4 separate regions of the Mus musculus genome follow, and regions 1, 2 and 3 are each linked to region 4. The links are chromatin contacts, called in public Hi-C and Micro-C maps. All regions are on one chromosome and are shown on one strand. The core of a region is the stretch at or near the end of the contact, and the rest is flanking DNA. Distances in the headings are between cores, read along the strand shown. Region 1 has its middle 72 kb from the start of Adra1a. Region 2 has its middle 49 kb from the start of Gm41184. Region 3 overlaps Ptk2b (PTK2 protein tyrosine kinase 2 beta). Region 4 has its middle 35 kb from the start of Stmn4.

The links. Hi-C and Micro-C count contacts between places; a contact is called where the count stands out from the background.
Region 1: a Hi-C map of the G1E-ER4 cell line shows a contact between it and region 4, with 4 times the contacts expected there. The contact joins two enhancer-like sites. A contact is called at or near these places in 11 of 484 Hi-C or Micro-C datasets (the AML12 cell line, the BV-2 cell line, the G1E-ER4 cell line and 3 more).
Region 2: a Hi-C map of the G1E-ER4 cell line shows a contact between it and region 4, with 2.0 times the contacts expected there. The contact joins two enhancer-like sites. A contact is called at or near these places in 6 of 484 Hi-C or Micro-C datasets (the AML12 cell line, the G1E-ER4 cell line, nephron progenitors and 1 more).
Region 3: a contact with region 4 is called in a Micro-C map of the G1E-ER4 cell line. The contact joins two enhancer-like sites. A contact is called at or near these places in 7 of 484 Hi-C or Micro-C datasets (the G1E-ER4 cell line, adipose-derived mesenchymal stem cells, embryonic fibroblasts and 4 more) and 1 of 115 datasets of contacts at active chromatin or transcription factors (large pre-B cells).

What each region holds. Positions count from the first base shown.
Region 1 is chr14:66,559,734-66,567,192 of GRCm38.p6, forward strand. No RefSeq gene overlaps it. Among named protein-coding and RNA genes, the nearest start is that of Adra1a, 72 kb to the right of the region's middle. Within about 2 kb of position 1,853, at least 19 of the 459 cell types and tissues checked have an H3K27ac peak or open chromatin away from gene starts, as enhancers often do. A contact at or near this core is called in the G1E-ER4 cell line, where this site is marked.
Region 2 is chr14:66,517,985-66,525,055 of GRCm38.p6, forward strand. No RefSeq gene overlaps it. Among named protein-coding and RNA genes, the nearest start is that of Gm41184, 49 kb to the left of the region's middle. Within about 2 kb of position 1,512, at least 1 of the 459 cell types and tissues checked has an H3K27ac peak or open chromatin away from gene starts, as enhancers often do. A contact at or near this core is called in the G1E-ER4 cell line, where this site is marked.
Region 3 is chr14:66,196,844-66,203,960 of GRCm38.p6, forward strand. The region is part of intron 2 of Ptk2b (PTK2 protein tyrosine kinase 2 beta); the gene reads right to left. Among named protein-coding and RNA genes, the nearest start is that of Gm52098, 22 kb to the left of the region's middle. Within about 2 kb of position 3,153, at least 121 of the 459 cell types and tissues checked have an H3K27ac peak or open chromatin away from gene starts, as enhancers often do. A contact at or near this core is called in the G1E-ER4 cell line, where this site is marked.
Region 4 is chr14:66,375,383-66,382,216 of GRCm38.p6, forward strand. No RefSeq gene overlaps it. Among named protein-coding and RNA genes, the nearest start is that of Stmn4, 35 kb to the left of the region's middle. Within about 2 kb of position 4,664, at least 26 of the 459 cell types and tissues checked have an H3K27ac peak or open chromatin away from gene starts, as enhancers often do. A contact at or near this core is called in the G1E-ER4 cell line, where this site is marked.

The sequences.
Region 1 (7,459 bases), core at 603-3,102, 180 kb after region 4:
ACTGCCTATAAAGCTAGGAGGAGGATTTAGTAACTTGCAAGAATGGCTCCCAGAATTCAGAAGCCCACTCTAGTTAATACCATTTGTTTATTATACATGCTATGATTTGGAAACAGGGAAGTAAAGAGGTTTGTGAATACAGCAGGGTGCATCAGTCCTATGTCTGCCCAACAAGACCCTCTAGCATCCACTGTCATCTATAACATTGATGGAGCATCCATGAGAGAGGTGATGTTGACTAAACACTTGCCGGTATTTCATATTTAGCCTTCAGTGGTTAATTTCCTGTAGATGGGTTTTGAGGGAGGCTGTAACTAGGCCTTTTAGGAGCAGACTCTTAGCCGAATTATTGGCCATTAATCAAGGAACAGAGCATAAAATGAAGGTTTCACCCAATGTCTTGTGTGGTCATACAAAATTCTTAAACACTGAATAAAAGTATAAACAAAACAGGTTTATGTGACTCACCTCTCTGTAGACAGAAGGTTAAAGAGAGCAAAGTGCTGGTGTCGTGGTGAGGGCCTTTGGTTTCATGAAAACCCAGCTGTGAAGCAGAAACAGGCTGTACAGAAGAGAAACATCTGCAAAGCCAGGCGAAGAGTGAGAAGGGAACCAGGCTTCTTTCAAAACAACTCATTCTCCTGGGTCCTAATCCACTTCTAGATCTTACATGCTAGCGTCAACCTCACCAGTAAAGTAAGCCCCCTCCCCCTCACGACCCAGTTTCCTTCCACCAGATCCCACTTCTTAACAAGCTCACTGTCTCAACACTAGGGACCAAGTTCTCTGAGCATGAACCTTTGGAGGACAAGCCATACCAACCATAGTCTCTATTGCTGTAGAAAATCTCACCGAACTTATCCAATATCTAGTCTCGCTTCTAAGTTCCTCTTCATAAAATTTATTTTTTTAACACAATGAAGTATAGTTTACATTGACGGCTGTCATCCTCTATCTTGCAGTGCTGTAAAGGACTACTCAAGCCTGGGGAATTTATACACTAGAATCTGTTTGGCTCCTGACTCTGGAGGTTGAGGCGTCTAAAAGCGATCATGGTGTTTGCCAAGCACCTTCTTGCTGTGTCATGGTGGATGGAAGGAGGAGGGGCACACAAGAAGGAACTGCTTTTATAACAAGCCCACTCCCATGATACAACACCAGCCCACTCCTAAGGTCTCTGTTCTTGTGGAACACCTCCTTCTCACTGGTACTTATCAAGCCTACTGGACCTGGGATTACATTTTTATGCATGTGAGAGGGAAGTTTCCAAACCGTAACATTTGCCAATCTCCTGACTAGTGAAAATCAAGAATCAAACATGGCTCACAGTAACATTCATCATCATCTGGAAATGTCAATTCAGTATGGACCGACTAAAGTAACGATGGGGGAGAAAAATTATCACTGCTCACAGATTGTCTGATTTTCAATCTAAGATACACCAAGAAAAATAACTGAAAATATCTGTGACCTGAATACGGATACAGTCAACTGTCGTTTCCTTATCAGCACAATGCCTTGTAACATTTCTAAGGCTTTATTATCTCTAAAATTATTTGCCTTGGAAGGGAACATTGGCTTTCTTTTCTGACAACTCTAATATCTATCCCCTGAAGAGGATAGATGGCCTATGATTCTAAAATGCAGAAGTGCAATAATATTTAGTGTGTATTAACTGTCTAAAGCCATCACTAGCACAATCCCTATAAAATAGGGAAGGAAAAGTGGCCATTTTTCAATATTCTTAATTGAGCAATAAATCAACTGAAGTGAAACTGGATTTCAAGGCAAGCTTAATATAATGATGTTCAGACTCCTGGGGTTTGAGTCAAGGTTTTGAAGATCGGGTGCCTATTTAAAGATCTAGCTAGCATAAGCTCTATCGTCATTGTAAAGGACACTCTGTGTCACTGGGTCCTGTCCTGTAAGTCTGGGGGAAATTATGTTTCCAATGACTCTTGGCACATCCTTCAAGATGTAATTGCCGAGTCATTCAGCAATTCTCCAGTTAAAAATCTCCAACCTTTAAGTTGCAGAAAGGAAGTTATATTGCAGAAAGCAAGGATATTAGGTGGGAAAGAGTGCAGAGGAATTCAAATGAGAGCTGATTCACTGCCATTAGAAGAACGTGACTCAGCAGGAGGTGATTCTAAGTCACAAGAGCCTGCGGTTAGCAAGTTCTCATAAGCCTTCTGCATCAGGCCACTGTCATCTCACTAGGTGACAAGCTGTGCCAATAAGTAATTATCATAGTCTTACTTGTCAAGGAAATCTCATCATTATCCAGATTCATCTTCCAATCTAAGCATCCCATCATATAGAATCCAAACCACAAGCTTACAGCCATAGCACAAAACTGAATATGGTAACAAACAAGGATGTGTATATGGGTGATGCTCTGTATACTGTAGGTGGCCCTGGGGCAACTGGAATTAGTGGATGTTAGAGACAAGAGAAATGTAGATGGCACCCGACCTAATACCCACACTTGGATAAATGTCAGGATTAAGAGAGCTGGCATTCAGTGTCCTTCCAGAAGCACTTGGCTCACTCACCATACCTAGGCTGTCTGTTCCCCCACAATGTCAACTTTTTCCTAATTCAACTGACTGCAAGCACACTGCAGAAAGCAAAGAATTATGTCCTTTGGGTTTATGGGAAGTTTGGTGTGCTTCTTGTTTGTTAGTTTGAGAAAAAAAATATAAACAAATTCTTCATCTCTACATAGACCAGAAAAGAGAGATGTAAAGATTACTGGAAAATACAGTTCATTTAAGTCAAACAATATACACGTGCCTGCACACACACACACACACACACACACACACACACACACAGAGAGAGAGAGAGAGAGAGAGAGAGAGAGACAGACAGACAGACAGGCAGGCAGGCAGGCAGGCAGGCAGGCAGGCAGGCAGGCAGAGACAGAAACAGAGAGACAGAGGCACAGGCAGAGAGGTAGAGACACATATTGTTTAATAATAAGGATATGAGAACTCTCACCATTGTGCAAACATAACAGAATGTAGTGACACACTGAAATGGCTGCAGTATTGCTGAGAAATGTACACATGGTCCATCATTGGCTAAAACATATTTCTGTGCCACATGCTCAACATTCACATGCATAATCATTATCACATATTTGGCCATGCTATATAAAATTATCAGTCAGTTTTCAGACCCAGAGTAAGTACCCTTCACTGTGTGGAAATGATCACTTATCATGAAATCCAGATGGGAAGCCAGGCTTGTGTCCGTCTATCAGCAGTGCGCTCCTGGGTGATATCAAAGTGGTTGGGGGATTAAATGAGCTGACATTCAAAGTGTCTACAGAAGTGCTTGTGAGCCCCGTAGACAATTAACTGCACCCCCCCCCCCCCCGCCCCACACAAAACCACTGGATTAGGTCCTGGAAAAAAGACTGTAGAGGCAGCGTGTCCCCCCTTCCAATTCTCCCTTACACCTCATCAGGCGCCTGGAGGCTGGGTCCTCAGATCGGGAGCCTACCTAGCTCAGGCTCTGAGAAACTGGTTTCAGATACAGTGCATAGGGGATGAGATGAAGGGAGGAGCTAAAAACGGGTCTGCAAAGGTGCCTCTTGAGGAAGCGACCTGATGTGGCCACAAATGGAGTCCGGTCCCAGCAGATTCCTCTCACAGCTGCCATGTGAAATCAGGAAGATGTGGGGACATAAATAGGGAGAAGGAAATCACAGTGCTTAGCAACATGGTTGTTGCTAGCAAACGCATCTGTGCACCGAAAATTCCTCAACTACCTAAGATCACTTTGAGCCTGGAGATAAGTCCACCAACAGCCCACGTCTTCAGCATTACAGACTCAGACGATATTATCAAGGGCAAATCACTTATGAGACCCCAAACTTCCAGAGACCTGGAGCTGCAGCAGTTGCCCCAAACGGAGCAGGGGTGGGAACTGGGGCCGTAGATCATGTCAGGGAAATGCGGAGGAGCACAGTCAAGACTGCCTTCTCCGACCCAACACAGAAATGCCCAGATAAACCGAATCTAAAGGGGGTAGGGCGAGGGGAGCGGCAGAGACTGGTGCAGAGGAGCATCTCTCGGCAAAGGACACAGAGAAGTCTCTTTGGAGAGATGTGGTAATGAAAGGCCATGTGTGAATGGACACACTTACTACGCTGACCGTTGTATACCTGGAAGAGGAGCGGTCAGACCTACTGTGTACAGAGAGTAAGAGGAGACAGTAGAGGATGAAACTCCCCATCAGATTACAGGAAAGACACGGAAGAGCGGGCGAGCATCACCTCTAAATGAACAAATATCCTCCATCAAACACCTGATAGAGATTATTTCTAAATCCTCACAGTTATAATCAAAAATTAAGGCACAGATGTACAAAACACAGAAAAGAAACTGAGCAAAATCTAATCAAGACCAGGATGCAGATGAAAGGAAAAAGCAATGCTTGGAGTCCGAAATGAAAATAAATCTGAGTTGTCAACAGAATAAAGTCAAATACAAATTATAGAAATATAATAGAGAAAGCAGGTTAAAAACACAAGGGCAAAAATAAGACAAAAGGAAAAAGGAGTACACAGAAAGTAGTCGAAAAGATTGAACAGAAGATTCAATGTGTATATTTGGGTTTTTAAACATTTTTTAAAAACTTATTCTTTGAGAATTTCATACAACATACTTTGAGCATACTCTCCTCCACCTCGAGCTCCTCCTATCCCCACCCTTTCCACCTTCCTCCCTAAGTTTGAGTTTTGTTTTGCCCAGCTAGTATTGAGAGTGGGACCTGTGTCAGTGTGTGGCCAGCCTTCCGGGGGATGCATCATTACAGACATCAGACTGTCCCTCTCCAGCTACTGGTGGGACCTGCCTACCTTCCTCCATCATTATTCGTGGACTTTTTTTTCCCTCTGGACGGAGCTTGTGCAAGTCTTGGACGAGCCATCACCATTGCTGTGTGCAACTTGACCTGTTGAATCCAGCAAGCCCGGTTTCCACCATCCTGGCTCTTAGAATCATTCTGCTCTTCTTCCCATGAATATCTTCAAACCCTGTGGGAAGGAGTGTGATATATATTCTCCATTCTTCATATAGGGCTGACCTGATAGCTCTGAAGTCTTACGCTCGGAATGTTGACCAGTTGTGTTCTCCGTGTTAATTGGCACGTGCAGAGAGAAGAAGCCTCTCTCATGAGGGCTGAGAGACACTCTGACGTATGGGTGTGACAGCAGGTCATTAGGAATCATTTTAACACTATCTCCATTTCGCAGAATGATAGCGTCGGGTTCTCCCGTGCAGCCTTTGACCTATCTGGTCACAGGTTCTCGGTCCCTTTTACAGTGCCAAACACAGATTCTGCACGATGGAGCAAGCTTTATATTTGGAGTTTTCGAAGAAAATAAAGCTCACAAGATAGAATTAACACTTAAGACTGTAATTTTTTAAAAATTGTCCTGAAGTGAAACAGTCCCATAATAGAGACATATGTCATCTATGTGTGCACAAACATTTCTAATTCTGCTTCTGTTGCTATGATACCTGATCAATAATATACTGATCTAAAGCAACTTAGGGAAGAAAAGGCTTATTCAACTTACAATTGCAGGTTACAGTCCAGCCTGACATTGTGGGACACTCAAGGGAGGAACCTGAAGCTGATTGTCACAGTCGAGAGCAGGAAGTATACAGTGCACGTCCCCTCACCTCGCTTTCTCTGCTCTTACAGTCCAAGGCTCTGCCTGTGAACTGGTGCCACACCCACTCAGGGCTATCTACTCAACTCAACTCTGTTAACATAGATAAGAATCTCTCCCTCTCCCCCATCTCTCTTCCTCTCCCTCTCCCTCTTCCCCCCCTCATGTGTGTGTGTGTGTTTCAGAAAATTTATTTCACATGTTAATATGATAATTCTGGTACACATTCAGGAAAAGCAATTGATCTTAACAACAACAAAAACAACAACAGCAACCCTCTGACCTCTAGACAAAAAGAACAAACAAGCAATAAAAGAAAACTGGGCTGGCATGCATGTTCTCCAACATAGCATGCACAACACAGTAACAGCATTTCCAAGAACACCCCCACCCCAAAGAGAGGAGTCAGCTCTTCATATCCAGCTGTTCTGTAGTGTGAATGTGTCCCCCACAAAACATACTGGAAACATAGGCCCCAGTTCAACAGTGTTGGAAATGGGGGCTCACGAGAAAGGCATAGCCCTGGGGGCTCTGTCCTCCTGACCAGATGAATGCCATAATGCTGGATGTGGGTTCCTTGTGGGAATGTTTTCTGCAAAGGCACAAGAGAGTTTGATTCTTCGTCCCTCTCACCCTCTCATGTCCTCCCCTCCACCTTCCACCACAGGATGATGTAGCCAGAAAGTCTTTATTGGATGTCAATCCTCCATCTTAGACTTCAACCCCAAGAACCACGAGCCAGTACTTTTCTGTTCCTTATAAGTTACCCAGACAGGCATGGTGGCGCACGCCTTTAATCCCAGCACTTGGGAGGCAGAGGAAGGAGGATTTCTGAGTTTGAGGCCAGCCTGGTCTACAAAGTGAGTTCCAGGATAGCCAGGGCTGTACAGAGAAGCCCAGTCTCAAAAAACAAACAAACAAACAAACAAGTTACCCAAGATCAACAATACAGCACAGACTGGGATGGTTTGGGCTTTAAATGTCTCCCATGGCTCATGTGTTTGGCCACAGCTCATATAGCACTGCTGGGAGATGGTAGAACCTCTATAAAGTGGGGCCTGGGAGAAGAAAGATAGCTTATTGGGAGTATGCCTTTGAAGCAGATATTGGGGTGATGGTGTGCTCTCTCTTTATCTCCTGGCTACCCTGATGTGAGCAGCGTGGGTCTGCTATGCAATTCCACACTGGGGTGTCTGCCTCAATCCAAGCCAGGAACAATGAAGTCCACCACCCATAGGCTGAACTCCTTGAGACTATAACGGAATAAGCCCTTTTCTTCCTTTTAACTTGTTTCCCCGCGTTAGTCACAGTGATGGAAAACTGACTAAGACTTGGCCTAAGACAGCTCGCTAAAAGAAAACTGTTTTCGACAAATTAAATCGGATGGTGCTTGTTTGAACAAAAAATAACTTATGAGTCAGGCAGACTGAGAACAAGAGTAAATGTGAGCGCGCAGGCCTGCAGCAGAAGCAGTGAACCTCCACAGGCTGGTCAGAGAGGCGAGGCAAAGGTCATCTGATTGGCTGCACTCGGGCATCTGCCTTAAAGTTAAGTCAGATGTATAGCTGTTGGTGATTGGCTGGAATCCAACTATTTGTTACATATTCTTCTATAACTAGTGACTCTCTGTGTGTGTGTGTGTGTGTGTGTGTGTGTGTGTGTGTGTGTGTGTGTGTGTGTGAATGCTCACATTCACATGAGTACCTAGGGAGGCCAGAAGAGAGTGTCATGTCCCCTAGAACTGAATTACATATGATTATCAACTGCCAG
Region 2 (7,071 bases), core at 262-2,761, 140 kb after region 4:
GCTTGAAACAAAAAATACAGATGCAATCATTGTGTTTCTTTAGGCAAAATCTACTTGAGTAGAGGCAGATAGCAGGAGCTAGTGTCTTCCCAATACATCCCAATAGGGCTGGCCATCTAGAAAGCTCCTAGGAGGGCGGACAAGATACTCCTGGGAAAAGGCACTTGCTGTCAAGTCTGACAACCTGACTTTGCTCGTTGGAACCCACAGGTTGGAAGGAGAAAACTCAGTTTAGGAAGCTATTCTCTGAGTCCACATGTGGACAGAAGCATAGAGGCATGAGCACGCACACACACACACACACACACACACACACACACACACACACACACACGCGCGCGCGCATAAAATCAATCAATGCAATTGCATTTATAACCCATTATGAACTCATTGATAGACTGAGGCATGCATAAAGCTATGAGAATAATGTCTCCTACATAATGTATGTTAAATCAAAGGTAGCAAATCTGCAAATGACAAACAATTTACATCTTTATATTAGTTTTGGTTTTGCTTTCATATTTTCTGTGTTCTGGGCATCTAACTCAGAACTCTACCTCTGAGGTATACCATCCAGCCTTGAATTTTTCATCATCAGTAAAATAATCCCACACATAGGTAGATTACATAATATAATGTATCCTTTCTACCAATACTTCACCTCTGTGAGTTACACATCTGTAAGCTATAGATGAAAATAATTGCCACACACTGAGTGCAAAGATTATTCTCTACTATTAACATTCTTTGTTAGAGCACACAAATTAATGCCCAATGACAGGAAACTACTAAGTAGATCAAAGTATCCCATTAAAAATTAATTTTAACAGAATATTTAATAATGCAAAGCAATCACTGTGTCATTCTAAATTAAAACAAAAATTACAAATAATAACAATACAAAACAATTTCATGTCTTTAGATAGCATATTTTTATGTGATTTATTGAGGGGCTGGAGAGGTGCCTCTGCAGTTAAGAACCCTTGCTGCTCTTGCCAAAGATCCTAGCACCCACATGGCAGGTCACAAACATCTGTAACTCCAATTTCAGGGGCTCTGATGCCATCTTCTGACCTCTGTGGGTACTTGGCTCACATGGTGAACATACATGCAAACAAAATGCACATACACATAAAATGAAAACAATGCCCTATTGCCAGGAAAGGACAAGGTGTTGTCTATAAACAACTATGATACTCTAGTGTGCAAGATACATGCGCTTCCTGATGGACTGCCTGAAACCTGACACTTCAGAAGCTGCAGGGGTTCTAGAAGTGACTTCTATTCTAATTTGTGATCCCCTTGGGGACCCTTAGACAAGGAATCATCACAAAAAGGATCGTGTGATTAGAAGCTTGGAAACTCAGATCCACTTTGGGAAGAAGCCCCTGGGATAATCTCTGAAGAACAGGGTGTGTGGGACTTCTAGGTGGCTAACACACCCACACAATAGGAGGACTGTGTACCCCAAACCCATGGTATAGGAACTCCTACTCTTGGTCCTTCTGGATCTCACTCCCTGGACTTTTCATCGAGTCCTTTATCTGCATTCTCTATAACAAGTCCTGTTAATCCAGTAGACTGATAAAACTGTTCGGAAAGCGCTTCCCTGTGTTTTGTGAGCTTCCCTAGCAAATGAATTGAATTTGGCGGGGAGGGGTGAATGTTATAGCTGCCTTCAGTATCCTGCCATGTCAGACCCATTGCCACTAACTTACAGCTTGAAGCTGACATCTGAGTTTGGAGATAGTCTTGTGTGGTTGAGCCATTAATTGTGGGGCCCGACTCCCTATCTACAGGGAGCATCACCCTGTGAGGGGCACCACCAAACTCTCATCACAAAAACGGCCTGTGATGAGTGTTGAGAACTGAGAAGAAAAATATCAGTTCCCTGATCTCACACATCGACTGTGCTCATTTCCCAGTCTGAACTTTTTGAACTTTATTTTCTCGTTGCTCCAAATGTCACTTAATACATTGGATGGAAAAATCAATATAAACATCAAATGTTAAACATGGGTATTTCTTTGTGTGTTTGGAAAATGGATTGTTTTTCATTAAGGTGCTTTTTCTCCCCCACCCCCATGACTTACGTATTGCTTTTGAAACAATCACAAAATAAAAGTAATTTTATGGGAAACTATTAAAAGCACAAAGGATTTTGTAAAGCAAAGCCCCAAACGCCCAAAGGCAAGAAAGCAGCCTCAGGGACATTGTAGTTGTCATTGTGAGATGAATTCTTGGTAACCTTTATTATCTTTGTGTTCCCGTCTATTTTCAAAATATTTCATCTTCTCATCCCATTTTGATATCTCCCCCACCACCTGCTCCTCTTCCGACTGCGGCATGATGAGGTTGATCTTTTTGGCTAACAGATTCTATTTGCCTTCTTCTCCATCTGTAATAGCATCCATGATGACTGTAGGCCGCTTTTCTTGATAATCCAAACGTCAGGATCCATAGAGATGCATCTATGAGTAAAAGCACGAGCTGCACAGGCATAGAAACTAGAATACAGATCCCTAGCACCCAAGCATAAAGCTGGGCATGGTTGTGTGTGCTGTGAAGGACTGAGATGGGAGAATCTGGGTCCTGTTCGGTGCTAGCATAGTTCCAAGTTCAGGGAGAGACCACATCTCAAGGAAATAAGGTACACATGTGCACATGACACATGCATGCATGTGCATGCGTTCACACATACACAAATGCAAATAAAATAAAATGAAATAAAATAAAATAAGATAAACAATCCTGAACTTAGACTTGCCAATGATGACATTGACTGAAACACAATGTGGCCATGGAACTAAATGAATATTTAAATATAACCCTTGGCGTGGGGGGGGGGGGGAAGAATGACCTCAGAGATGTCCTCCAGGACACGCATCCCTGATATTAGAATCTGTGAGTATTGTTTTATTCCAATAGAAAAGTGATTCTTCTTTTCTTCAATTCTCATCACCTGACAATGTAACTGGAATTCGGAGGCTTCCACACACTGTGTGGTTGTCAGGAGCAAGCATGAGTATTAACTTGACATGCATCTCATCAGACAGGATTTCTTCTGTAAGATGACCTGCTCTGTAAGATGACCTGCTTAGAAGATTACCTTCTCTAGAATATGACATGCTCTGTAAGATGACCTGCTCTAGAATATGACATGCTCTGTAAGATGACCTGCTCTAGAATATGACATGCTCTGTAAGATGACCTGCTCTAGAATATGACATGCTCTGTAAGATGACCTGCTCTAGAATATGACATGCTCTGTAAGATGACCTGCTCTAGAATATGACATGCTCTGTAAGATGACCTGCTCTGTAAGATGACCTGCTCTAGAAGATGACCTGCTCTAGGAGATGACCTGCTCTAGGAGATGGCCTGCTCTAGAAGATGGCCTGCTCTAGGAGATGACCTGCTCTAGGAGATGGCCTGCTCTCACTTATTATTGCAGGGGATTAGATTTTAACTTGACTTTCTTAAAGCAAGTCTAATGTAGGCCGTCCCTCCATTGAGATTTTCCTCTCAGATGGCACTAGGCTGTCAGTGTCAAGTTGACAGTTGACGCTTATTAGGGGACACACACACACACACACACACCACCCCTCTGAGTATTATTCAGCCATTAAGAATAACAATATTATGAAAATTGAGGGAAAATGAGAGAATCTGGTAATCTCTGCTGAGTGAAGAAGTCAGAGTCAGACAAATATATCATATTTTTATTTTATGGACATCTAGAAATAAAACATTTTAAAGACATGAATGTAGGAAGGATCTTATTAGGAGATAAAGAGACAGGAAGAGGAGAGGGGGAAATTCTCCGGAAGAACGGGTGATAAATAAGATTAAAGTAGATTGTGCACAGATATGGAAATGTCATTGTAAAACCTCGTGTGCTGCATGATTCCCATCTGCCAACAAAAAGCAAAGAGTAAATGTGTGAAGGCAGAATGTACACATGTATAGATACAACAGTTCTGTTCTCAACAAATGGGCCAAAGGTCTGGGTTAAAGGGTTTTCCTTGCTTGACCTGTTAAGATTGCTTCACAGGGGCTGACCTTTGCCCCAGTGACTGTGACAGCCAACTGTGTCAACGTAAGGTGCTATTTGACACAATTCAGCTGTCTAATGTAGTATTCAAAGGGATGAAACACCAGAGCATAGGTTTGGGGTGGCGGTTAGCCGTTGTCTCCTCTGTGGCCATTAAAGGTAATAGATAGAGAGAGGACACACTGGGGTGAACGCCTCTTGCCCTGTGCAGAGATTATGGCATACTCTTAGCTCCCACAGCTTCTATTTTCATTGGATTGTAAAATGAGCTCGAGTAGCCTACCGACTACACTGTAAGTGCCCAACAATTGCTTCAAATTGAGGTGATGCTCATACATCCCACAGGCTTTGCAAACACTGTCACAAAGAGCAGGGAATCTGCAGTCAGGATGCCACCAGCTGTCCCTGGATGCTGCTTTTCTTTGTTAGAATTGTGCCAAATGTTCTTTCATATAAGGGGTGTGGTCTGGAGACAGTTATCAAAGCTAAATGACACCAGCAAAGGAAAATGTCTCCCTTGGAACAAAGACTGGCCTAGGGACCACTAGAATTCCATAGTCACTATTAATCAGTTCAAACCAAGACAGGTTATTTGTTATGTGTTGCGTGTCAAGAATAAAAAAGAAATCCAAGACCTAGAAAATGGGCAGCAGGCTTGCCAGTGTTCTTTAAACTGTCATTAACTGCATCGCACAGTCTGCAACCTTTTTGATTCTCCTGGAAACAAGGGTGACAATCACTGGAAATTTCCAACTGTATTGGGCACAAAAGGATCTGGAAGTTCCATAGGAAGCTGATTGCTACATAAGACCTCTTCCTCTGTGTTTCTAGTGGCTTTACAGAACCTGCCGCTGCTGTTCAAGACAGGAGCCCTCGGAGCCGTTTGATTCCATTGTGAATTCATAGCCTGTTACTCCAGCAAGCAGTAAGCAGCAAGCAGCAAGCTAGAGCTTAGGAAGGCAAATGGGCACACACAAACATCCTGGCTCCCTTCTGAGCTGAAGAGCTGGACAGAATGGCCAGTTGAGCTGGCTGGGTTCAGCTCTCAGCAGCACAGGGACTTGGCCTCCATCCTTCCCACTGCGGTGCATTTATGCGACTGGAAAACAGATCAAGTGGTGTCTGCAATGTGCAAGCAAAGAGAGTGAAGCAATCTATTTCCTGAGGGGGTGGTAGTTCCTCAGCCCTGAAGACACTCCTAGGAGCAAGGAAAAAAACCTAAAGCATGCCCTGTGGCTGGTAGGGTCTGCAGGTCTCCTCCCCTTATATTCATATTCTCCTTATGTTCATGCAAAGAAATGTAATGTGACCTCAGAAGAGGCATACAGATCAGGAGCCAAAGGAAAATGGAGGCGGGGGGGGGTGTCCCAGACCTACACTCAGGGCCAAGTGGGTGTCTCAGTTATGTAATTCACTCTGGGAACAATTCTCATAGCTTGTTTGGTTCTTCAGCAAGGTCACACTCTGTTGGCATATAAGCACCTAAGAGTATTCTCTGCTTTCATAAATATATGTATATATATATATATATATATATATATATATATATACACAACACACACACACACATATGTATATGTATGTGTATACATACATACATACAGTCTCCACTATGCTGAGAACTCATGGCCCTCCCAGTGTCTCCTAATTTCCTATCTTTGCTTTTCGGTTTTATGGAGATAATGTGTTATGGGGCTGGAGAGATGGCTCAGCAGTTCTGAACACTGGCTTCTCTTTTAGAGGAATGAGTTTACTTCCCAACACCTTCTTTGGGTTTCTGTAATTCCAGGCAATCTGACACCCTCTCTTGACCTCTGTAAGCACATGCACACACGCGTTCATGCACATATACATCCTTGTAACTAGCAATACATACATCTTTTTATTGGTCACTTTTCCAACACTGTAGCTAACAGCTATGGCAGAAAAGCAATGAAGAAGAAGGGTTTATTTCCACTCATTGTTTATGGGTTTAGTCCACTTGAACTCACTGCTTTCATTACTGGGAAAGTGAAATGGAACAAAGTTTGGCACCGCATGCCTGGAAACAAAAAGGAGGAGAGGCTGAGGTCCCACGTTCCTTCTGAGGACAGGTCCCCATGACAAGACCTTTCTCACTAGGCTCCATCTCTCCAAGACTTTGCCATCTTTCCAGCAGTGCCAGGCTGAAGACAAAACCCCAAACACAGAAGCCTTCGGGGAACATTGTAGATTCAAACTACACATGAACATAATAACCATTAAAATTGCTCTATTTATCTTTGATGCCAGGTTTCCTGTATACCATATTGGTTTCAAATTCCCTGCATGGCTATGGATGACTTTGAACTTTAGATCTTCATCCACTCTCTGAAGGCTGGATTACAGATGTGCTTCCACCATGTCCAGTCTGCAAGTCCTGGGAATTGAGCCAATGGCCTTGCACATGCTAGGCAATCACTCTACTGACAGAGCTAGACTCTCAGTCTCTTTTTATTTTTGGTATAAGAAATACAGGAAACTCTTGGTGATAACGAATGATAAGGGATGCTGCTCAGACAATGCTGACAATGGGTGACAGTGACCACAGCCCATCATAAAAGACACATCTCATGCTATGGAGTAAACTGTGTTTCTCCTGAACCCTAAATACCAAAGCACTATCTTTCTATGTGATTGCCTTTAGGAGGCAATTAAGGTTGACTGGGTTCTGAAGGGTAGAGCTCCTATATAACAGCATTAGGGGCTGTGTATGCTGAGACCTTAAGGAAACCATGCTCAGTTTCTCATTTGCTCCCACCCCTGGCACCAGCACCACAGCTATGTACAGAGGCTCTGAGCACATGGTGAATGTTCAGCACTTACAGGCCAAGAGAAAAGCTTCAGGCAAAACCCTCGGTGCTGACTCTTGGACTGTCATCTTGAATGGCAACAATTGTGTTGTCTAACCCTTCTATGAGCATCTCTAGGACAGTCACTTGGGCTGTCTAGAGTAGGCAACCACTTCTGAACCCAGGTTCTTATCAACCAGCAATGTG
Region 3 (7,117 bases), core at 1,903-4,402, 180 kb before region 4:
TGAGCTCTAGTCCTCATGCTTGTCTGGAGAAGAGACAAGCAAGGGTTCCTCCACAGGGTTCAAGGGCATAGCCCTACCCACACCTTCATCTTGGCTTCCTAGATTTCAGAGCCACAAGGCGATGCATTTCTGTAGTCTTCAGCCACACTACAGGGGGTATTTTGTTAAGACTCCTAGGTATTTAATAAAGACATTGGCAAAATAGGTCTAAAACAACTGTCTGTGTCTGATCTTGGATCAGATGGACACATACACTCTTTGAGTTCTAATCAGTGATTGGTTGAGGATTCCAAAAACTGTGTCCTGCCTCAAAAAGAATCTTCCCGTGATAACTCTCCAAGAGACACCAGTGCAGGCTTACGTTTATTTCCAGTTATTTTTAATTGACAGACTAAGGTGTTTTGACGTATGACACATAACTGTGACTGGCCTGCCTTATGTACATTCCAAGTACATTAAGAGCTCAGACAATGCTTGGTACACATTAGCTATTCAATAAATAGTAGTTATGATGGCACCATAGGTAATGATGAGATAGCTTGGGTGGATGTGGATGCTACCAGGAACAGAAAGAAGATTATAAATAATAAAAATTATCCCAGGATGATCAGGCCACACCTAGAGCTGATCTGGCCATACCTGCCCTCTGGAAGAAATAGTCCAGAGGAAAATGACTTCATTCTGCCCAGAGCACAGAACTGTAAGAGTTTTATGGCATAAGCATTAAGCCCAACACAGCTGTGTCTTCATTACCTTTTTTGTTCTACATGGAGACAGAACTTCGAAAAGGAAGAATAAAAAGATTTTGAGACAGTAACATGCGTCTTATCTTTAACTGACTTGGAGCATAGGGGTTGTCTTCAAAAATAAAAATACTCTGTTAAATATAGACCTGTTCTATTCAAATTTCTGATTGTTAATATGCCACAAGGAAGAGCTCTTAATGCTAAGATGAGCTTCAGGAGGAAGAAAGAATAAGAAAAAGCAGATAGGAAAGTACCAGGCAGGTTAATGTACTTTTTTACAAAAATAAAATAAAATAAAATAAAAGTTCCCCGCTACTCTGATACCTTTTAAAGTAATGACTTTATAATACATTGTGAAGTTGGCTTGGGGGATGGGTCACATGCCTTGCTTCAGAATGAACAACGGAAGAGTGTCATTGGCTGTGGGGGATGGATCTAGAGTATTTACATTTGCTATAGTGCCTAATAATCTGCATTAGTGAGTCTGATCAGGGTGCTGTTGACATTTGGGGCATGTGCTGGCTAGCTTTATGTTAACTTGATACAAGCTAGAGTCACTGGAGAGGAAGGAGCCTCAAATGAGATAATGCTTCTATAAGACTGGGCTGTAAGCAAGCCTGTAGGGCATGGCTAAATTAGTGATTGACGTGGGAAAGCCCAGCCTATTATGGGTGGTGCCATTCCTGGGTTAGTGTTTCTAGAGCCTATAAAAAAAAAAAAAAGTAGACTAGGCAAGCCATGATGACCAAACCTGTAAACAGCACCCTCCATGGCCTCTGCATCAGCTCTTCCCTCCAGGTTCTTGCCCTGTTTGAATTCCTGCCCAGACATCCTTCATGATGGACTACAATGTGGAAGCACAAGCCAAATAAACCCCTTTCTTCTCAACTTGCTTTTGGTCATGGTGTTTTGTCATATCAATAGTGACACTAACTATAACGGGGCAAAAAGATTCTTTGTTGCATGTGGCCATTTAACACCCAGGGCCACTGAAGTTCAATCTTCATGTCCAAGTCTTGGTGTCAACAGCATAGTAGAATTCTAACTAGTCTCTAGAAAGAGGGCTTCAAGAGATTAAGATCTGGATAGCCGGTAGAGATGGAGAGCAGGCAGGTGAGCAGGAGAGTGTTACAGAAGACTGTATATCACATTCAAAACTTGGGTACCATTGAAGTTAACATCATAAGCTAAGGAATAGGATGTGGTTATCTAGGAAATGACAAAGTTACACTGGAGGAAGTCTCAATAGCAGTGTGTGTCCTGTCTTCCACAGGACCAGAGTTAGGTTCCCAGCACTCATGTCAGGTGACTCGATCCACTGTAACTCCAGCTCCAGGGGGTTCAATGCTTTTTTTTCTGGCATCTGCAGGCACCTATACACAAACCTAGCATACCTTCACACAGATGAAAAAACAAACACATAACTAAAAATAAATCTTTTTTTTTTTTTAAGTGACAAGGCACCATATCTCTGACAGCCTCACAGGAAATCAGATGCAGGGCAGGGCAGCACACAGGCTTTTTGGTAACTGAGACCCTTAGCAATGGGGGGAAATGACAGACTTGTATCATCTGGGCTCAGTTCCCTGACCCCAGCTGGGTGTCAAGGTAATATGTATGTGAAACACCTTTACATTAAACTCACTGCACATACCTGAAGGTAACACTAGTAATTTCAACCAGGTAGCTAACAGGGGATCGATTGCTCCAAGAAGATATTCCCATGTTCTCACCCTTAGATCACATTTCAAAAGAGGCTCTATATAGATATAATTAAGTCGAACAACTCAGTTCACAGTCTTTCTGGACTTTCTGTGTGGCTGCTAATCAGGGGTGTCCTTATGAGAGCTATGGTAAAGACGGCAGTAGGAATAGAGAGGCAGAGTGAAGTGATGCTACCAAAGCCCAGGAGCAGTAGGAGTCACCAGATGTGTTTCTGACACCTGCACTTGGGACTTCCAGTCTTTAGAGCGGTGAGAGAAACATTCCTGTTGTTTTAACCATTGATTCCTAGTAACCTATTAAGGCGGGGTTAGGAAGTAAAGACAAGAGCTACGTAAGTTCTGAATCCTCGATTCAGGGGGCTGATATTTTTCAACTAGTGGTAGCAGAGAAAAATACTAAAGTTTGCACAACTTTTCACTCTGAAAGCATTCATTCCGAAGTGATAAAAGCTCTCAAGAGGATATTCAACCACGAAACTATCGGATCAAAAATAGAACAGCAGCACCGACACCTGCCTCCTCCTTCGCAGACGTCACGAGTCTATGCATACAGATAAACGAAGAGAGACCCATCAGGCTTCACATCTTCTTTGTTCTCAGTGTGGTGAGTGTCTGTATGTGTGAGGAGCTGGAGGCACACACAGGAAGTGAGAAGGGGTGCGGAAAAGAAGAAGTGTGTATTAATGTGCCTCTTTTTATGTCACTCTGTGGTGATGGTTTGTGGTTTCCTGGCTGAGCCCTTCCTGCCTGTTTCATGGGCTGGTCTTATGTGGGGGGGGCGGGGGCGGGGGCGGGGCTAGCCTGATATGGGCTAAGCCTTCTTTCAGGAGTAGCTTTCCTGGACAGGGAGCCCTCCCCTTTCTTTCTGTAGCTCCTCCAACCTTGAGGCATTGCCCTTGTGCCTCTGAAGGAGGGAAGTGAGGAATGCTTAGGTGACAAAGAACATGGCCTCTGGGCCTGGGACTGCCTGCCAGCCTTAGGGAGCTCCTGCCCTGGCTCTGGTGCTAATCTGTCCCTTCTGCCGCTACAAAGTTCCTTACTGATCAGTTATAGACAGTGAAAATATGTTGCTTACAGTTCTGGGAAGTCCAGGATCAAAGATCTAGCATCTGGCAAGGGTTTCAAGATGGAGCCTATGCTCGATCCTCACATAGGAGAGGGGGGTGGCCAGGGTGACATCTTTTAAAAAATGATGTTTACATTTTTATTTTTACTTATGTGCGTATGTATGGGAGGAAGAGCTGTATGCATGAGTATAGTGCCCATGGAGGCCAGAAGAGGTTTTTAGGTTTTTAACCCTGATACTGGAGTAAATGCAGTTGTGACCCATTGATATGGGTGCTAGCAACCAAATTTCAGCCTTCAGCAGGAGCAGTATGCAATCCTAACTGCTGGCCCAGCTCACTGGGCTCTCAACCCCTTCTTAAGGACTTCTAATGCCATTCATGATTTTATCGCATCCCAAAGGCCTTGCCTTCCCATGTTGCCATATTAAATATTAAGTTTCAACACTGGTATTTTGGGGAACACACTAATATTCAGTGCTAGTTCTTTCCAAAGGGTCTTATGTTCCTATCTATCATATTAGGGATTAGAACTTCAACATACGAATTAAGGGGTACAAAAGCATCCATCCCCTAATTCCCTGTATCTAGTTAGGTGACAGGACTAAATTTGAAGCCCTTGGGGTAAGTGTCTTGCTAAGTTAGGGCAGGGCTATGTATTGCAATACCTTTATCTTCTTCCTCTGGGGAGTCTGGGAGGCTTGTGGGGATGGGCAGGTCATGTAGTGAGTGGAAGTGGGTGCAGAGCCTGCTGCTTTGGGGAGCTAGATTCCACCTTCCTCGTGTCAAGCAGCACCCAAAGGACATCTGCAATCTGGAGAGCCCACCATGGGTGGGAGGAATGCATCGAGACAGGGTGGGGAACGAACGCTCCAGAAGACTTCAAGACAAAACCAAGATAAATTCTTTCCTTCTTTTCTTTTTTTCTTTGTATGTGCGTGTTTTTTAAAAAGGTTTATTTTATGTGTCTGAGTATTTTGCTTGTCTGTATGTATGTGTATGTACCACATGAGTGGCTGGTGCCCACAGAGACCAGAAGAGGGCATTAGATTCCTTACAAGTTGTATTGCAGACTTGTGAATCCCCACATAGGTGCTGGGTCCTCTTCAAGAAGAAGTTCTCTTAACTGCTAAGTCATATTTCCAGCCCTGTCCCCTTTTAAAACAGGGTTTTGCTATGTATTTCTGGCTAACCCAAAAGTTATTCTGTGACTCAGACTGGTCTCAAATTTCCAGAAATATTCCTGCTTTGGCTTCCCAAGTGCTGAGATTATAGATATGCGCCACTACACCTGGTAAAAAATAAATCTTGACTTTATATTTGTACAAGGTAGGGCCTTGAAAAGGGATCTAGGATGAAGATGGTGCTGGGCTCTGGCAACTCTTGAGATACATTGTATCATCACATGGGTGAGAGCAACTCTTAAGATACATTGTATCACAGGCACAAGCGCACCCTTAGCTTAATGCTCTCCCATATGAAAAGCAGAAGTTCTAATGCACACAGAATGTACTAGCAAGAGTCAGCTAGAAGGAGAAGAGAGTGCGAACTAGCCCTTCAGCATCCTGATCAGAGAGGAGCATGGCACTTAGACCTGGGTGATGGTAAAATTTGCCCTCTAGTTCATGGTTGGATTGATATTAGCAAGGCACTGCTAATCATCCCTGGACAGTGCATACAAACTGGGATGGAACCGAGGACTATGGTCACCCAACCTGCAAATAAGCTGGAGATGGGAAGGAAGGGAAAGAAAAGGAAAAGGTACTAGAAGGCAGATTTTTAAAAGCGTGAAGGATGATTCTTGTTTGCAAGGTGTTGTCTTAATCCCTTTCCTAGACGAGCAAATTAGCATATTAGAGGAAAATATTACTTAAGCTTCCACCTGTTATGAAGTCTCAGAACTCCTAACAAACATGATTCTAAAGAAAAAGAAAACAAAGTAGGAATTCAAGAAGGGCAGCACCAATGTCTCATCGGGGCACTGCTGGTCTTGTTAGCCACTGCCTGCTTTCTACAAGGACTTAGGCTCCATGGCCAATGATTATTCACAAAGCTGTTCTGTTTTGGATATAGGGTCTCACTGTGTAGCTCAGGCTGTCCTGGTACTGATGATTCTCAACCCCTACAAAGCTGGGATCATAGCTAAGTGCTGCTATGCCTGCTTTGCCATAGTTTGTTTCATCACAGAGAAAGCACAGTGGGGCATTCACATTTACAGAGAGAAGAGTCAAGATTAAAAACTTGAAATTAGCAGTCTGAAACTTATAGAGGGGGGAAGCCTCGAAGATATGGGCACAGGGGAAAGATTCCTGAACAGAGCAGCAATGGCTTGTGCTGTAAGATCAAGAATCGACAAATGGGACCTCATAAAATTGCAAAGTTTCTGTAAGGTAAAAGACACTGTCAATAAGACAAAAAGGCCACCAACAGATTGGGAAAGGATCTTTACCAATCCTAAATCTGACAGGGGACTAATATCCAATATATACAAAGAACTCAAGAAGCTGGACTCCAGAAAATCAAATAACCCTATTAAAAATCGGGTACACAGCTAAACAAAGAATTCTCAACTGAGAAATACTGAATGGCCGAGAAGCACCTGAAAAAATGTTCAACATCCTTAATCATCAGGGAAATGCAAATCAAAACAATCCTGTGATTCCACCTCACACTAGTCAGAATGGCTAAGATCAAAAATTCAGGTAACAGCAGATGCTGGTGAGGATGTGGATAAAGAGGAACACTCCTCCATTGTTGGTGGGATTGCAAGCTTGTACAACCACTCTGGAAATCAGTCTGGCGGGTCCTCAAAAATTGGACATAGTACTACTGGAAGATCCATGTACTGGCTAGTTTTATGTCAACTTGACACAGCTGGAGTTATCACAGAGAAAGGAGCTTCAGTTGAGGAAATGCCTCCATGAGATCCAACTGTAAGGCATTTTCTCAATTAGTGATCAAGGGGGAAAGGCCCCTTGTGGGTGGGACCATTTCTGGGCTGGTAGTCTTGGTTCTATAAGAAAGCAGGCTGAGCTATTATCCACTTATCAGTGAGTACATATTGTGCGAGTTCCTTTGTGATTGGGTTACTTCACTCAGGATGATACCCTCCAGGTCCATCCATTTGCCTAGGAATTTCATAAATTCATTTTTTTAATAGCTGAGTAGTATTCCATTGTGTAAATGTACCACATTTTCTGTATCCATTCCTCTGTTGAGGGGCACCTGGGTTCTTTCCAGCTTCTGGCTATTATAAACAAGGCTGCTATGAACATAGTGGAGCGTGTGTTCTTCTTACCGGTTGGGACATCTTCTGGATATATGCCCAGGAGAGGTATTGCTGGATCCTCCGGTATACTATGTCCACTTTTCTGAGGAACCGCCAGACTGATTTCCAGAGTGGTTGTACAAGCTTGCAATCCCACCAACAATGGAGGAGTGTTCCCCTTTCTCCATATCCTCGCCAACATCTGCTGTCACCTGAGTTTTTGATCTTAGCCATTCTGACTGGAGTGAAGTGGAATCTCAGTGTTGTTTTGATTTGCATTTCCCTGATGATTAAGGATGCTGAACATTTTTTCAG
Region 4 (6,834 bases), core at 3,414-5,913:
CTCGGACAGTCATCATGGTCAGCCAAGAGCTTGGTGGCAGTTGCTCCACTTGTCTTTCTTATCTTCCCGAGGCTAGGGCAGGTCAAATGGTTCCAACAGACCTTTCTGGTAGATTCCAGGGTCCCAAGCAGCAGCATCAGGAGGACTCTAAGTTCTTCCAGAGATGCAGGCTCATTTGTGTTCACCACTGTCCTGTTTAAAATAGTCAGGACATAGAGCCAGCCTAGACGCCCATCAGGAGAGGAGCAGATGATGAAAATATGGTTCATACATAATGGAATTTTATTAGGTCTTAAAGAAAGGCAAAAGCATGGCACTTGCTGGAAATGGATGAAGCTATAAATTATTATCGTAAGCAGAGGAACATCGCAGACCCAGAGAACCAAAGATTGCATGCTTTCTCTCATCATTTTTATGTGTGTGTCTCAGCGTAAGGGTGTGTGTATGGGTCATGGAACTAGAATGGGACCCACGAGAGGGGAAAAGATATTAAGGGAGGTTGAGAGAAGAGGAAGAAAGAGGATTACAGAACAAGACATGAAAGATGAGGGGACTGAGAAGGAGGTGGAGAGGAGAGAGAGATGGGGGAGGAGGAGGAGGGAGTAAGGGAGTCAGAGAAGGGGTGAGAGTGTGGAGGAGGGGGTGGGAAATGGGGCAGGGGAGGAGACAGGGACAAGGATTCACACATCAAAGTATGTCTGAGGATCCCATAGTGAGACCAATCACTTCGTATACTAACAAAACAAAACAAAACAAAACAACAAACAGATAAAATATAGTCAAACTAATGAAAAAGGCAAATAAAGGCCCTATCTCCTTCCCACGAGAAACTTCAAGGGCTGTGGCCTTTTCCCTACTGGAGCTCAGCTTCACTGGGACTGAATGATTGGCCTGAGTGCTCTCATTTTAAGAAAGGTCAAACCTCCTGGAGTTATAGTAACAAATGAAACAAACCAAACAACACACCATAAACAAGGGAAAGGCCTCAGGCAGCCCTCTGGGGACACCAACCTTTAAAACCAGCACAGGATCTGTGGGAGGAAATGTTGCTGAGGCACACAGTGGATGGATCAGGAGGATTTGCCTCTGGGGTTACTCTAGGGTTCTTTTTTCCTTGTGGGTGTTCCCCTTGCACTTTCTGTCACCTAGGCTGTGTGCATCACTGGGTGGCGGAGCGCATCGCTGTTGTATGTCTTGGAGCCGATGGTTCTTCAGACATTCTAGGGCACTGAAAGGGTTAAAGGAGAATTTTCCACCTCGGGGCACAGAAACTATTTGTGTTCAAAGATGTGTAAACACACGGGAAAAACCTGCACAGAGGCCTGCTAACTCCCCACTCCCCCCCCCCCCCGTGTGTGTGTGTGTGTGTGTGTGTGTGTGTGTATGTGATCTCAGAAGCCTAAGGCAGCCATGTGCCTTTGTGATCTCAGCATCCAGAAGACTGGGGCAGAGGTTCACAAGTTCTAGGTCAGCCACGGGGACAGACTGAGACCTTGTCCCTCTAAACCCCAACCCCCCCCCCCCCCGCCCAAACCAATAAGAATCGTGAAAAAAGATCAAAGCACCAAATAATGGCTCTCATTACACTTAGTTGCACAGGCAGGTGGGCTACTCTGAGAGAAATGGTAATTTTCATATAAAAGGAAAAGAAAACCAATGTCAATAGATTCTGCGGTGGAAATTCAAGAAGCCATGAAGCAAATCAAAGACAAGGGTAACAAGAACTAAGACACAATGTGGGCTGAGAGGAGGAAGAAAGAAACACAGAAATACTGACATTAGAGAATGCTGCACATCAGAATTCTGACATGCATAGGAATCAACATAGAAAAAACCAATTTTAACCATTGTGTAATACAAATTCAGAAATGTTTTTACTACAGAGGAAACAGGAGAAAGAATAATAACAAAATAAAGAGAACATATGTTAATAGTATCATTTTTCGATAGATGATAGGACTTTATCCTAAGCGAATAAGCATCCAGGGGAATTTATGGGCATTCCTCCCCACCACCCCAGGGCTCCGATTTTTAATTTCCCTAAGCTGGTCTGTGACAGTCTGGTGTATCTTCATATCTGATAATCACACTTAGCAGTTTTCTAGACACATTTTGCCATTTAAGTTTATGCAGTAGGGTCTTGCTACATCTCACAGGCTTATCTGCATCTCACTCATCAGGTGGCTTTCAATGCCAGTTCCTCCCTGTCTCAGCCTCTCAAGTGCAGGGGTTGCAGGTGAGGGTCTCCCCAGCTTCTACACTGCCATCTTAAAGCAAGTTGACAGTATTTAATGCACTTAAAGCAGGTCTCTGCTAGGAGTTCACACGGACTCCAATACATTTCTTAATATCAAACACATGTGTTTTCACATTCAAATTTTTATGTTCCCATCTCAGCTTTCTATCATGCTTTGAAGATTTGTCACTGTTTCCAGGACCCTTACTTTTATTAAGATAAGAACGGAAGTTTATTTTTGTAAAAATTACACACAGTCACTTTCCCTCGTGACCCCTCGTTCCCCCAAACCTCCCCCACTCCCTGAACCCCTTTTCTGGAGTTGATGATTGTTCATCTTGCTTTATTTTCTTGGCTTTGACTTTGGACCCCAGAGATCACAGGGAGCTAGCGCAGTACAGGAATATGACCAGCAGGTGGCGTTCGTACTGTTTCTACTACGGGAACCGCCCAGAATTCTCCAGGACAAATTTGCACAAAAGAGGCGACTGCAACCATAGCTGTTACAGTTGGTAATTAGGGATAAGGTTGCCATGGTGACGAGGGGTCTTGGGATGTTTATAGCTTTGCAAGAGCTGATGCCAATGAGCTATCGGATTGCTTCTTCCTTTGATGGTAATGGCAGGCAAACTGAGGTCATGCAAATGCTGTATGGTGCAGCCTGCTTAGGAAGCTATTCTGCTGCTGTTGTTATTTATGGGATAAAAGTATCCTGTTGAGAGAAACACACACACACACACACACACACACACACACAATTTGTATGCATGCACACAAGTGCACCATATTTATCTGACTTGTTTACATTTTCTGTATGTTTTATCTCCATTCCCCACATTTCTCAATGTGGTTTTCATTAAAATTCTCTGAGAAGAAAGGCTCCATTCATCTGACAAGCTCGGGAAATATTGCATGCTCATGCTTTAGAGGTTCACAGTGTACTTGAGCCAGAACGTCTTTGGATGTCCTATTTCACCTCCACACGCTCATTTGCCTCGTAAACCCACTTAAACAGACAATTCATTAACTCTCTCAGCTAATCACTCCTCATCTTCTCCTCAAGACGTTAATAGACATTCATTAAGTGTAGGTTTCCTTGTAGCCTTGCGCTCACATAAGTCTCTCCAGCAAGGCGTGGAGCTCTGATAAGCTAGCCTGTCAAAGGCTGTGTGGCCAAGACTCAATGGTTATTAATGGCTGCCTATGAACTCCTAAGAAATGGTTTCCAATTGAGCTATGTATCCATGGATACCACAGACTGAAATTATTCATTGTTAATGTCTTTATCCATCCATAAATTTTATTGGGTAAATGAGGCCACGCCCCAGACATGGCCCACAGCATTAATAAGTCATTTGTAGGTTAGCATAGTATTATTTTACATCTTGTCACATCGTTTCTGATGCTTTAAATTCAATCTTCTGCTAGTGTATTTTCCCCAGAGAGGCACCTCCTCTCCCATGAATAACCTACTTGTGATTGATCATAAAACAGAACTTATTAAAAGAGATTTTTAAAAACAACAACAAAAAAAAGGACTGAGAATTTGCTCACACATACTGCCTCTCGGGTGGGGGAGGGGAGTCACCCTCCCTGCACTTCATTGTGAAAAGGGAGGTCTGGTCCTCTCAAACTGTGGAAAGAACAATTGCCCTAGTCCACTAGGGCAGTGGCTGCCAACAGCTTTAGGAATGCACCAGTTGACACTCTTGGCTAGGCTGATAATGTTTTAGACCCACTCCAAATGTTGAAGGCGTTTCCTGTGACTTACCCCTCTTTACACTCCGGAAGGCCACTGGATTTTATTGCTAGGGGACCATGAGAGGAGCAGGAACATTTAAAAGACAGGCAACAGTAACCAAGTGTCCAGCTCCTTGTCAGTCACTTTGCTATTTATTGAATCCTTGATTAAGTTTAAGCCTTAAAGCCCACTAGATGGGTTTTACCAGCCCCATTTTACCAAGAAGAGATGAAGGCTGGAGGTGCCTTGCCTCATATGGGACAACTTGTAAAGTATAAATAAGGGGACATTTTTTGACTCTAGGTTTGTCCAAATCCAAAGTCAAACAAAGGCAGCAATATTTGTACAAGAATCAAATTATCCTCAAAAGAAATAAGGAGGAGGAAGAGGAGGAGGAGGAAGAGGAAGAGGAAGAGGGAAGAGGAGGAGGAGGAAGAGGAAGAGGGAAGAGGAAGAGGAGGAGGAGGGAGAGGAAGAGGAGGAGGAGGAGGAAGAGGAAGAGGAGGAGGAAGAAGAGGAGGAGGAGACCTAGGAGGAGAGGATCAGCTTGTTTCTTCCATGGGAGGTACATAATTAGTCAAAAGGGGAGGGTCCCTGGCTCTGGCCAACCCCTACGGTCTTCCACAACAGCCACTGTTCTATTTACCATTTGTGTTAGTTCCCTTTCCCGTTGCTGTGATAAAATACCCCAGCAAAGCAGTTTAAGGAAGTAGGGTCTGTTTTAGCCCTCACCTCCAGATCGTGGCCTATCACTGCAGGGAAGTCTGGAAGGCCGGAACTTGAGTTTGATAGTCACATTAGTAGTCATAGTCCAAAGCAGAGGGGAAGGACCGAAGGCATAGGTGCCACTGCTCAGCACACTTCTTCCTTGCTTACAGTCTCAGATTTCAGTCAGAGAATGGCCCCACCCCCTGTGGGCGTGTCTTCCTGCCCCATGCAATAAAGATAATCTCCATAGCACGCCCATCTTCCAGGTGACTTTAGACTGTCAAATTGACAATAAACACTGCCTGCTGTTGTTCCAAGCGTTTACTCCGTTACCAACTTGTCCCGCTTCTGTTGTGTGGGCTGAACTTGTATTGGCATTTATTCATATTTTTTAAAAACCCCTTCAGTCAATTTTACACTCATGGGTTCCTTTCGATCAAACCTCCAGTTATTTTAAAAGCTGGCAATTGCCGTCTACTTAGGATCTTTTCATTACCCATGACAGTTTGTCTTAGATTTCACTGATAATCAATGAGCTGCTCTTTTAAATACTTAGTGGATCAAATTAACGGCTTTAATTAACAACCTACATGAAAATCAATGACCTCCATATTCAGCTATTCCAAGTTTATCTGACTTGTTAGTCAGTAGGACAACACTTGCTTTTTGTTTTGTAACATGTATATTCCTTTAGATCACCGCACCTCAACCTTGCTAATGCTGCTACCCCCTTAATACAGTTCGTGCTGTAAGTGACTCCCCACCATAAAAATATCTCATTGCTACTTCATAACTGTAATTTTGCTACAGTTATGAATCATAGTGTAAATATCTGATATGCAGATGGGCTTAGGTGCCTTGTGAAACGGTTGTTCTACCATCAAGGGGTCCTGACCCACAGGTTGAGAATGGGTCCTTTGCATGTAGCTTTCAGATTTTATACAAACAACTCCCAACACGAATCAGGAAGACATCTGGGTCTTTCATCTCAATCCCTAATCATTGAGCTGCTCACATGGCTCTTTCTGTAGAAGACACTCAGTTCCTGCTGTTACCGGCAGTTAAATATTGATTAAATAAATCACGACATCTGTTACCTATTTCTGTTTGCTCTGCTTTCTGGTCCCAGGTTGGGATTGCTAGTTCCTGTGGTCTCCGGGAAAAGAAAGTTCTTTCTTTGTAGGCTTAGTTTTCTCCTTCCTTCTACCAAAACGTTTTGCTGGCAGTGAGTGACCCTGTTCTAGCTCAGGCATCTGAGTACAGCCATGGCCTCTGAGTACACAGTGCCTACCTAGTCAAGCGGTGGAGTCTCTCCAGTCCTCTTTTCTTAAGTTCCCAGGAGTCATCACCCTTCTAAGCCCTTCCAGGTTTTCCAGCTAAGAGTTAAGCACACAGCTGCTGTTTCCCAAATGACTACCGGCTTTCTCGATTTAATCCAGACACTCCCTTCTGGTCACCGCCTGGCTTTAGGCAGACATTGGCTCCCTTGAGCAGCAGAGCTACTGCTTTCTTTGGCAGCCGCCATTGCTCCTGGAAAGTGGCTGATAAGGGTGCTTCCTTAGAAGATCCGAGTGCGCCTGGCGTGGTGGCGCACACCTTTACAAAGGCAAAGGCAGGCGGGTTTCTGAGTTTGAGGCCAGCCTGGTCTACAAAGTGAGTTCCAGAACAGCCAGGGCAAACCCTGTCTCGAAAAAACAAAACAAAAAAAATCCCAGCACGAAGCTCCTGGCTTTTTGTGACGCGCATGCGGGCATATTCCTGTTTTTTTTTCCCCCCTCCTCCATTTTCTTTGTTTCTCTTTCCCTAATTTTCTTGGTGTTCACACCTGGGCTGACCAAAACTTCCTTTACTTCCCGTACCATCTAGGGAATTAACAGTTTTTAAAACATAGATTCCAGGAACCAAATTCCATTGGTTTTATTCACGTTTTTCATTACTACAGAGTTAAGTGCATTTTTTGATATCCTGTCCCTTTGAGAGCTTTCTGTTAGTACCCCTCACTTATATTAGGCTCTGGGCTTGGTTCTCTCCCCTTATTATTTTGCCTTCTCTTAATGTTGTGACGTTTTAGCTTTTGGAGTACACTTGGAAGGCGTGCACTTCCATTTTCTCTATTTCTGCATTGTTTTCAGGCACAGATACTTAACAT